Linked DNA regions of Sus scrofa: regions 2 and 3 are each linked to region 1. Evidence: chromatin contacts called from public Hi-C data. All regions are on one chromosome and are shown on one strand. The core of a region is the stretch at or near the end of the contact, and the rest is flanking DNA. Distances in the headings are between cores, read along the strand shown. Region 1 holds the start of LOC102168101 (lymphocyte antigen 6E). Region 2 has its middle 28 kb from the start of WWC2. Region 3 has its middle 6.0 kb from the start of WWC2.

The links. A called contact is a pair of places that touch in the nucleus more often than the background predicts.
Region 2: a contact with region 1 is called in a Hi-C map of liver, with 4 times the contacts expected there. The contact joins the enhancer-like site here to the promoter of LOC102168101 in region 1. A contact is called at or near these places in 3 of 5 promoter capture datasets (fetal liver, fetal skeletal muscle and liver), 30 of 47 Hi-C or Micro-C datasets (adipocytes, alveolar macrophages, blood and 17 more) and 2 of 2 datasets of contacts at active chromatin or transcription factors (alveolar macrophages and skeletal muscle).
Region 3: a contact with region 1 is called in a Hi-C map of epiblast stem cells, with 1.5 times the contacts expected there. The contact joins the enhancer-like site here to the promoter of LOC102168101 in region 1. A contact is called at or near these places in 2 of 5 promoter capture datasets (fetal liver and liver), 4 of 47 Hi-C or Micro-C datasets (alveolar macrophages, epiblast stem cells, heart right ventricle and 1 more) and 2 of 2 datasets of contacts at active chromatin or transcription factors (alveolar macrophages and skeletal muscle).

Annotation. Positions count from the first base shown.
Region 1 is chr15:44,749,546-44,753,319 of Sscrofa11.1, forward strand. It overlaps LOC102168101 (lymphocyte antigen 6E), which reads right to left and starts at 1,587. Exons shown (of 3, transcript XM_013984013.2): 1 at 1,120-1,587; 2 at 1,038-1,117; 3 at 752-1,036. The coding sequence starts at 1,366. The coding sequence ends at 776. It overlaps WWC2 (protein WWC2), which reads left to right. Exons shown (of 25, transcript XM_003359464.5): 9 at 1,603-1,749; 10 at 3,049-3,122.
Region 2 is chr15:44,585,599-44,589,372 of Sscrofa11.1, forward strand. No RefSeq gene overlaps it. Among named protein-coding and RNA genes, the nearest start is that of WWC2, 28 kb to the right of the region's middle. Within about 2 kb of position 2,158, at least 3 of the 83 cell types and tissues checked have an H3K27ac peak or open chromatin away from gene starts, as enhancers often do. A contact at or near this core is called in fetal liver, fetal skeletal muscle and liver, where this site is marked.
Region 3 is chr15:44,607,839-44,611,612 of Sscrofa11.1, forward strand. No RefSeq gene overlaps it. Among named protein-coding and RNA genes, the nearest start is that of WWC2, 6.0 kb to the right of the region's middle. Within about 2 kb of position 2,018, at least 4 of the 83 cell types and tissues checked have an H3K27ac peak or open chromatin away from gene starts, as enhancers often do. A contact at or near this core is called in epiblast stem cells, where this site is marked.

The DNA.
Region 1 (3,774 bases), core at 337-2,836:
ATAATTGTAGAAGTCTTCTAAGTGGGAAGTTTTCCTGCCACATCTAAAATGAGATTGCATTATAGGTATTGCAAGCTTCCGTAATTTCTACTACATAAAGTGAGTAGTTCTTATTAACATAGACTTCATTTTAACAAAATTTTAGAAATAAGAAACATTAAATATAAAGATGCGTTACTTATGGGGTGAAAAATTCCCAGGCTGTCTTGGGAAGGATAACCTGTTTAAGATGATCTTACACACTTTTTTTAGGGGGGTGGGAACATCCTTGTTTATTTGAGGCACCAAAGCAGCAGGAGGGCTTCAGTGGGGGGTGGAGGGCAAGGGCTGCAGCGGGATCCGAAGGTGGGTGCCACGTCCTGGTCAGCAGCCTAGACCTGGGATGGTGAACCCTGGCCTCCCAGAAGGCTGCCCTCCAAGCAAAATGAGCTACTTAGAGATGCTGGGGGGAAGGGGCTGTGTTGACACTTGGGGTTCTGGGGGCTGCTGATACTGGACTCCCGACACTTACTTCTACACCTTCCCTCACATACGGCTGTACGCTTACGCACGCCTGGCAGGACACATGGGCCACACGCCTGTCCACACAGCCCATCTTCCATACCTGGGGGCACACAGGAGCAGGAACTCAGTTCTGACTGTGGGACCCTCAGTATCTGTTCCCAAGTACCCCCCAATGAAGGCCTGACACAAAAGTCAGGGTGGCTGGCAGGTGCAGGGGGCGGGTTGCCTGTGGGGTGCCAGGGCTGAGGGGGTGGGATCAGCAGGGTCAGCCTCAAGATCCCTTGAGGGGCTGGGCTTTCCTTTCTTCCTGAGCTTTGGGAGTCTGGGCAGGGCACAGTAGCCCAGGGTCAGGGCCAAACCGCAGCAGAGCTGACAGTAGGCTGAGCAGGAGCCCAAGGCCCAGCACAGTGGCACTGGCCAGCAGCCCGCCATGGGTCACACTGATGTTACACAGGAAGCTCTGGCAGCAGTGGGTGCCTACAGACGCCACACTGAGATTGACGCTCGGGCCAGGACCAATCGGGGAGCAAGCAGCCCTTGTTCAGGGTGTAGCCAAAGTCGACCACGTTCCTGATGCTGTCAGATGCAGAGATGACCATGCAGTAGTTGTCTGATCAGAGCAGATGGTGGGCTTCAGGCAGTAAAACTTGCTGTTCTTATTCATGCAACAGAAGCACACCAGGGAGTGGGCTCGCTCCATACCCAGGAGGGCAGCCAGCAGTGCTAGCAGGAAGACCTTCATTCTGGAGGGGATAGGTGTCCGTCTGGGGTCTGACGAAGACAAAGTCAGCCCTGCTTGCCGCTGGACCCAGGTCCCTCGCCTGTCGCCTGTCGGCGCTGCCCAGCCCATGCCTGTGCCCATGCCCAGGTCTGCAAGGTGGCGGCCTGATCATACATACTTTCAAAGCCCTGTGTGTATATGCAAAAATTATATTCTACACTATTTTTTTTCAACAACTTAAAGTGATAAGGACCTACTAAGATAAAGTATTTTTTTTTTCTATTGAGATCAGTTCTTTCAATTTAATTTTACCTAGTGGGGAAGTTTCACCCTCTTAAATGCTAAGCCTCATGGGGTACTTGGTCTTTCCTGAACAGAGCCTTGCTAAGCTGCAGGAGCGGTTTCATTTGGACCAGAGCACTGGCACATCTGAGCCAGACTTGAGATCCAGTCCTGTGAACTCCCATTTATCTCTCTCTAGACAGACCCTGGACGCCGGGTCACAGACAAGCATTTCCGGAGATGTAAGTTACCCACGTGGAAGGGTTGGCCCAGCACTGTCCTCGATAGACCCTAATTACACTATGGGTGGAACAGAGCTAGAAAGGTGGTGTGAATTCCAGCTGTGTGCATTCAGTATTTCACACTCATAAGATTGGTTTTAAAAAGCATAGCCTTATCTTTTCTGCCTCGGTGCCAGGCATATCAGGATTTGTCCATATGAATAGCTTTGTTCAAACTTTGTCATACTGTATTTATTTAGAGACTCTATTGAAAGGCTAGAGACACATGAGACTTTAAGTTTTTCCTATTAAGTTTAGAGTCTTAGAAATTAAGGTCCTTCCAAATAAACAGTAAGGCTAATGAGAAAGGTAAATATATGCCTTTAAAAACTAACCAGTAAACTTGTTTTTATAAATCTGAAGTTGATTATATTAAAATGATTGATTTATGGTTTATATACCTGGCATTTGAAAGTATTTAATGTTGGGAGTTGCTATAGTGGCTCAGCAGAAGCAAACCTGACTAGTATCCATGAGGACTCAGGTTTGATCCCCAGCCTCGTTTAGTGAGTTAAGGATCTGGCGTTGCTGTGAGCTACAGTGTAGGTCACAGACACAACTCAGATCCGGTTTGCTGTGGCTGTGGTGTCGGCTGGCAGCTGCAGCTCTGATTTGACCCCTAGCCTGGGAACTTCCATATGCCACAGGTGAGGCCCTAAAAAAGAAAAGAAAATATTTAATGTTATTAAATATTTAAATATTATTAACAATTTGTGTTCTACCTTTGAGGATGCCATTAGCAGATATTTACTTTTCAATAAGTTTCCAGTTATTTTCTGTATTCTCTATGCTGCTTTGAATTTGGTGCTATGAACAGGTAGAGACCAACAGTAGAGGCTTACCTGTTTGAATAATTAATTTTTGAAGTTATTTAGTTTATGTTTTGTGCATTTGAAAGCTAAATGATGGAAATGATGGCTCATAGAGGCAAGGAAATTAGTTCCAGTTCATAAATTTTATTGACCTGTATGCCCTTCACAAACTCTTAGATTCCAGAAACATTTACCTGATATTTTTTTCTCTTGAATTTAATGTGTAGAGAAAATGATGTTAAAGTCTTTGAAAAACAGACAAGCTTGAATTAAAAAGAAATGTTTTGTCCCTACTGGGACTCCCAATAAGTGCCTTTTTAAACTGGTGTTCCCAATTTCAGAACCATCTTCTTTAGCTTTTCAATTAGTTGTACTTCCCAGAAACAAAAGCAGTTTATTTCATTCATTAGCAGAGTTAATTGACTTTTTCCCTTTTGTTTTTTACTAGATCGGAGTGAGAAGCAGATCAAATTTAGCTGAAAAGGTCAGGCTGAGCCTCCAGTACGAGGAAGCCAAAAGAAGGTAACAGCAGGGGAGCTGCTGAGTGGTCAGTGGTCAGCGGACTCAACCAAGGTTTCCTTCCCCAGAATTGATCTTTGCGCCTGTAGTGACACCTCGTGGGCGCTCCCTACACCTTCTTACCAAGGTCACCTTGCAGTTTTTAGATTCTAAGGTTGGGGGGTTCCCTCCATACTTGCTCTCTTGTCTCACCGCTCCCCCCTTCCCCCCACAAAGCTGAGAACAAGGAGAATTAATGAGAAGGGTGGAATGAAATTGTCCCCTTCTTTCTGGAAGGAAGAAGCTTTGAGCTTGTGTGGTATTTACAACTAAAAGTAAGCAGGTTGAAACGGGATACTGTGGCTTGTAGCAGTTGAGAAGTTTTAGGGAAACAGCATCCAGCATCTTCCTTTGCCCCAAAGACCCCCTGCTGGTGACCTGGAGGATGCTGAGGTGTCTGCTGCCGTGCGGCTCACTTCATATCCTCGCTTCCTCACCCCTGCCTGCCATCCCATTTTCTTACCTTGTGACTCTGCTGGTGAAGGCCCGGGAGACGTTTTTGTCTTTCCCTTGGTGACGGATTCCAGGCTCCGGGCTTGTTCTGAGGGAGAGGGTCATGCTGATACATTTCATTTCATTATTTTCCTTGTAAAAGTTTTTACATGCTGCTGCTTTA
Region 2 (3,774 bases), core at 908-3,407, 160 kb before region 1:
TTTGTAAATACTTATTGTCAAAGATACTGAAAAGTTTGAAATTATGAGATTTCTAAATTAGCAACCTAAAAAAGTTAAATGTATTCAGTAAGGAGTAAGTCTTTTTTTTTTTTTTTTGCTTCTTAGGGTCACACTCTCAGCATAAGGAGGTTCCCAGGCTAGGAGTCCAATTGAAGCTACAGCTGCTGGCCTACACTGCAGCCACAGCAATACCAGATCCGAGCCTCGTCTGTGACCTACACCACAGCCCATGGCAACGCCCAGATCCTTAACCCACTGAATACGGCCAGGGATCCAAACAGCAACCTCATGGTTCCTGGTCGGATTCATCTCCAATGCACCAGGACGGGAACTCCAGGACTAAGTCTTTTAAGACATACTTTCTTTCCAAGGTTACATAAATTATCTGTTGAGGTAAGGAGTTAAACACACAGGGATGCCAAAGAGAGAAGACTGTTAGAGGCCAGAAGAGGGAGGAGGAGAAGTGAGCCAACTCTGAATGGTCCTTCCCTGTCAGACACCGGTAGGCACATTGTCTCAGTGTTCCTCTCGGTCCCCTGAGGTGGGTGTCGGCCTCTTCCTGTTAACCAGTAAGATCAGAGCCCAAAGTAAAGCAGTCGTTAGCGTCACCCAGCCAGTATGTGGTGCCGCCAGGAATCCGGCCAAGGTCTTGCTGAGCCTTGGCTCAGTTCAGGCTTTTCCCCCGGGCTGTGGTCGATTCATCAAGCTCTCCTAAGAGAAGGTGCTGGACATACATACACAAAAAGAAATACAGTCAGAAGAAGGATGTCTTCATATTTATGCATATGTCCAATGACACCATGTTAATTCAAAAGGAAAGCAGCAAGAAGAGAACAAACAGTAGATTCTGAAACAACAGTCACACTCTCTAGGTACATCTTTCCATATGGCAGTGTTGTGAGATTAAAAGTGTCATTCCTTCTTATGACTGGTCTACCCTTTCCAGTTCTTTTTTTTTTTTTTTTTAATTTTTTTTTTAGGGGTCAAGTCGGAGCCATACCTGCTGGCCTACACCACAGCCACAGCCATGCGGGATCTGAGTCGCAACTGACCTACACCACAGCTCAGGGCAACACCAGATCCTTAACCTACTGAGTAAGGCCAGGGATCAAATCTGTGTCCTCATGGATACTAGTCAGGTTCGTTAACCACTGAACCACGACAGGAACTCCTACTCTTTCCAGTTCTTTGCAGGGCCTTATACCTGCACCTGTCTGGTCTGCCCTGATCCTGCACACTTATAGAGACCACCAGCCAGGGCAGCTATTGATTCTTAACAAACCCAGGGTAGCAAAAGCATTCACACCCAGGAATCCTTGGATGAAGCCCAAAACAAGACTTGGTCTAAGAGGTAGGAGGTTGCTTCATCCATTTGTAGAGAGAGTCTTCCTGTTTGCACCTTGGACTTTTCAAAAGAGGCTAAGAGTGCTCTGCTAAAAAGAAAAGCCCCCTTTCTCAACACGCTTTCTGTTGTCACTTGTCAACACACTTTTTTTTTTTTTTTTTTTTTTTTTTTTTGCATTGAGAAACCAGAGCAAAACATAGGAGTGGACTTTGTAGCTGTTTCACTCAAAAACCAAAAACCAGCCAGAAGCCAACAGGGATCGGGTGACCATGACTTTTAACTGCATGTCTGCAAATACGCATGTGTATTACCTTGTGTATATTCGTGTACAAAATCACTGTACTACAGACAACCTCTCTACAGTTCAATGTTAATCAATACCGGCCCTATGATACATTTCTCTCCCGTCACAGAGTTTACTAGAAATCCACTAAGAGGTTTAGCTAATATGTGGCTCTAGTGAATATATTTGAGCCAAGAAATTCTCAATATGAGAGTTCTCTGGGCATTGAGCCCAAATTAGTTTTATGGAGCTCAATCTTCCACATTTAAGTAAATGCTTTATAAATTATTATTCTATCATCTATGATATAAACTTTGAAGGGTCAATATAGGAGAGAAAAAAGCATAAGGCTGTGCAACTTACAACCACAATGGCAGAAAAATGGACTTTTCATGCCAGTTATGATACGAGAGCCAAAAGAGGCAGGAGAATTTTCTGGCCTTTATGGCAGTTCAGAGTCCATCTGTTTCATCTCCTATTTGGCTGTCTAAACGGTTGGACTTTATTTTCTCTACATCATACTGAACTTTTAAGAACAAACAAAAAACTTTTATCTAAGGATTGTGCACAGATGTGTTGCATTACACATTTAAATAGGCTTTATGTGCATCTCCTTCATATATCAAATAATTTACTGTATGTGGTCTTTAAAATCCTATTTCTTTGAGCAGCTAACCTGTGACTATCACCAGTTCAGTGTCTAGCGCAAAATAGCTATTCAAGAATACTGGCTGTTTGGAGGAGTTCCTGTTGTGGCGCAGCAGAAACAAATCCGACTAGGAACAATGAGGTTGTAGGTTTGATCCCTCGCCTCGATCAGAGGGTTAAGGATCTGGCATTGTCATGAGCTGTGGTGTAAATCATAGACTCGGCTTGGATCCCACATTGCTATAGTGTAGGCTGGCAGCTGTAGCTCCGATTGGACCCTTAGCCTGGGAACTTCCATATGCCATGGGTGCGGCCCTCAAAAAGCAAAAAGCAAAAAAAAAAGTATACCAGCTGTTTATAAGTCATAAGCAGTCCACATAAACTGGAAAAGCAAGCAAAATTATTTAAAATTAGTATTATTCAAAGATTTCTGTCTGGTGTTTTAAAAAATTCTACTTAGTCTTGTTTGTACTAAAACTGTTATTTCATGGGCTTTGTATAATACAATAAAGGTTGTTACATATGAAATCTAAAATATTTCTTTTTTTTTTTCCTTTTGTTTTTAGGGCCTTACCATGGCATGTGGAGGTTCCCCGGCTAAGGATCGAACTGGCACTGTAGCCACTGGCCTATGCCACAGCCACAGCAATGGGGATCCAAGCTGAACGTATGACCTACCCCACAGCTCACAGCAACGCCAGATCCTTAACCCACTGAGCAAGGCCAGGGATCGAACCTGTGTCCTCATGGATACTAGTTGGGTTTGTTAACCCCTGAGCCATGACAGGAACTCTGAGACATAAAATATTTCAAAATAGAACATATGACATATTTTATGGTACTCATAGATTACTGCCAATGTTGCATGAATTGAATTAAATAAAATTCCTATCAAGTTGGAATCATAAATCTGGAAGAAATCTCAAGATAGCAAACAGTGCAGCTTCCTTCAATACAGGTAGACCAATCAGCCTCTTGTAAAAAGCAGTGATGCTCTTTGCATATTTAAAGATACCTCTATAGCCCACTGGATCCTGGGGCCAGGGCCTCCTTGCCTGCCTGCTTGCATCTCTCACAAACATCCTATCTTAATAAGTCTATTTCTTGCCTATCATTTTGTCTCTCGCTGAATTCCTTCTGCATGGAGCCATAAAAACCTGAACCTCAGTAAGTCCAGACACTGGCACCAGGTCCCCACAGTGACACATCGGCTACTGTCTTTAAGACTGATAATGCTGAGAAGCCCCAGGGCAAACAACAACCCAGGTGGGATCACAGCCCCGCCCCTCAGTAAACAGGCTACCTAAAGACCCCTCAGGCACACAGCTGCCTCTAATCCCATCCAGAGACTAAGCCCCACCCACCAGAGGGATCAGAATCGGCTCCTCCTACCAGGGGGCAGGCATCAGCCCCTCCCATCAGGAAGCCTACAGCAAGCCCCCATACTGACTTCAGCCACAGGGGGGCAGACATCAGA
Region 3 (3,774 bases), core at 768-3,267, 140 kb before region 1:
CCATCCCCCCACCCCCCAACAGGACATCAGTGGCACAGCATTCAGGTCATTTAAAACATTGAAAGTGTTGAATAACCAGATGGGAAATATGCTGTGTAAAATTATTGTTGTGCATAATTTATTGTGGCCTTTAAAAGTTCTGATACAGAATAACACTTTGGAGGCTATAGCTTTATTTTACAAAATTATTATAATTGGATCTTATTTGTATATATGTCCTAATATCTGTAAATAAATAAACACGGGAACTCTTGGTTTCTTAGGAAGAATAGCCTTTAGTGAGGAATTTTCATTCACACATTGAATGTGCTAATTAGAAGAAAAATTTTCATTTCTTCATTAAAACAGGTTTCCCAGGTGTTGGGTATTCCTCACACTTCAAGATAAAACTATAGTATTTCTGCATGTGTGTGTGTGGGGGGGGGGTATGTGTGTTTGCGCGTGTGAGAGAGAGAGACAGATAGAAAGAGAGACCTACACTGTAGCTTGCCAGGTCCTTAACTCTATCTTGACTTCTGCCATACTTATATGTTTTTCTTAATACTTTTACTGCCTATGTATGCATCTCTACTCAACATGGTTTGGCTTTACCTGTTTTTGTGAACTACATATGAACGAAATCCTTCCGTACAAATTCTTTTGTTTCTTGTTTTTTACACAATGTTATATTTGAAAAGATTTACCAAAGGGGTTTTGTGTAGATGTAGTTCATCCTTTTACTACTGCTCTATTGTATTGTTTAAATATACCACACAATAGGGAGTTCCTGTCGTGGCACAGCAGAAATGAATCCGACTAGGAACCATGAGGTTGCGGGTTCAATCCCTGGCCTCGCTCAGTGGGTTAAGGATCTGGCATTGCCATGAGCTGTGGTGTAGGTTGCATACACAGCTCGGATCCCGCTTTGCTGTGGCTGTGGTGTAGGTCGGCAGCTACAGCTCTGATTGGATCCCTAGCCTGGGAACCTCCATATGCCGAAGCTGTGGCCTTAAAAAGCCCCCCCGAAAAAAAACCATGGCCACGAACATAGCCAAAAAATATGTATTATATTGTGAATATATATATATCACAAAATATAGTTGCCCACTACCCTTTTTCTTCTTTTTTCTTTTTTTTTGTCTTTTGTCTGTTTTGGTTGTTCCACATTGCGACCAACACCTGATATTATTAAACTTAGTGGCTGCATGAGTATCTCCTTGTGGCTTTAGTTTCCACTTTACTGGTTCTTAATGATGTTGTGTACCTTTCCATAAGTTTATTGGCAAAATACATTTTCTCTGAACGTGTTTTATCACATAGGATTTTTTTTTCACTATTCAATTTAAATATCCCAAATCAGACACATGTGGGAGATTATACTGCACTCAAATTGCTTAAAGCCAAATTCACAGCATTGAGTCAAGACCAGGAAATCAAGAATGAAGAGGAAGAGAGAGGATGAAGTGGGGGAAAGAGAAGGACTGATAAGTAATAAGTAGAAATAAAGATTTTAATGGAAAATTCAGAAGAATAGGAAAGGAGATTTGAAATTCTTTTAAAAGATAAGGAAGAAGGAATACATAGACTATAACGCTGAAACAGGGAAAACATGTAAATTAAAGATGGTAAAAGGAAAAACCTTTAAAATGGAACCTTACATTATTTCATTACATAAGAAGAAGAATGTAAATGAATATTTATTCTAGAGCCTACAGCACAGAGTATACAAGAGGTGCCCACCTGTATACAAGAGAGCCTCACACATACCAACATGGCATTTTAACTTTTGTTCCTTTTCACTGAGAAGACTGTTTTTGAAAGTTCCCTATCTTTTCAGCAACCACAGGCTTAGCTCAATGTGGGTCTCCATCTGCAGAGAATAAGGTAAAATCTAACCCGTTTGATGTTGCTTACTATTGGAATATGGAATGATTGTTTTTGCCTAAGGTGTTGCTATAATAATTAACTGGAAGGGAAGTGGTTATGGTAATGGAGGTTTCAGGTTTGGCCCAGCACTGGGGATTCTTAAAACTCACATGCCTGTGTTCTTAAGGACTGTCTAGACAGTAACATTTAGGAATTGTGGATTAGGGTTACCTAGTCATAATACTTAGAGATGTCATGTATTTTAACATTTCAGTTGCAGAAGAGCAAAAACAAAAAGTCTCACGTTTGATTCAGAAAAAAAAAAAAAAAAAAAGTTCTCTTTATTTAGAAGTTCCGGTTTATATAATCTCTGATCTCTTTGAGGAAACAGAAGATATTAAAATATTGCAAACCAGTTTATCTTGTCCTACACATGAGTTGATTCAATAGCATAACGATAAAGGTTATAACAATAATTCATTCAGAGATGGATTACACGCTAGTAAGGAATTCTTAACACATCACTGAAAATGGAGACCACATTTTACAAAGAAATAAACTAAATCATATCAAATTACTGAAGCGTTATAGGCCAAAAATAGGATTATAGATGGGTTACTTAATTCTATTAGACGTGCACTGATGTTTCCTTCCCAAGGTTCAGTCCTGAATCCTTAGCCCCTTACAGAATTTCAGATGGGTGACATTCAACCAGGTATTTGCAGTCCTGACCTTTTGTTTGAGCTGGAGTCCTGACCTTTCACTTTCTGCTGGGTATCTCTAATTTCTAAAATCAAACTCCATATCAGATCCCCCTTTGGACTTCCTCATTTATTTCGGCTATTTGAGTCTGTCTTGATGGCCTAAAATCTTGGAATCATACCAGATTCCTCCTTCTGGTCTATTCGCTGCTTAATCTAATCAGTAGCAAATTCTTGCCAGATCATTCCTTTCTGTGCCCCCCACCCCATTTCTAATCCTGACCTTTATCTCTCTCATACCTATACTATCACACCAGTCTCCTAACTAGACGGCTCCAGCCAGTCTTGGGCTCTTGCACACCCGATTCACCTTGGAATTCCAACATCCATTTCCTTCTACAAGCACGCCCTGCCATGCGAGTCCAATCAATTTGGAATCACGTCCAGAGTCCAGACAGCTCTACCCCATCCTTTTCTTTAATGATCATTTTCCTCATGCATACTGCTCTGACGGGACCTTCCTGGCAGCCCCCATTCTCTTAATTTATTGTCTGAACTCTTCCTTTGATACTAGGGACATACAGAGGAAGCTGCATTCTTTAAATTTTATGATTGGCACATCACCAGTGAAGTTAGCAAGCATCCTTTGTACTTTGCCTTTTTTCACTTAAAGACCCTGGACGTGTTTCTAGGAGTTCCTGTCGTGGCTCAGTGGTTAACGAATCCAACTAGGAATCACGAGGTTGCAGGTTCTATCCCTGGCCTTGCTCAGTGGGTTAAGGATCTGGCATTGCCGTGAGCTGCGGTGTAGGTCACAACACAGCTCTGATTCAACCCCTAGCCTGGGAAACCCCATATGCCACGGGAGCAGCCCAAGAAATGGCAAAAAGACAAAAAAACAAACAAACAAAAAAAAACCCAAAAAAAACCTGGACATGTTTCCAGAGTTCTTGTTGTAGCTCAGTGGTAACAAACCCGACCAGTATCCATGAGGATGTGGGTTCAATCCCTAGCCTTGTTCAGTGGGTTAAGGATCTGGTGTTGCCATGAGCTGCACATGGTGTAGGTTGCAGACATGTCTCAGGTCTGGCATTGCTGTGGCTGTGGTGTAGGCCAGCTTCTGCAGCTCCAATTTGACCCCTAGCCTGGGAACTTCCATATGCAATGGGTGTGGCCCTAAAACCAAAAAAAAAAAAGCAGATCCTGGACATCTTTTCTTATCACCACA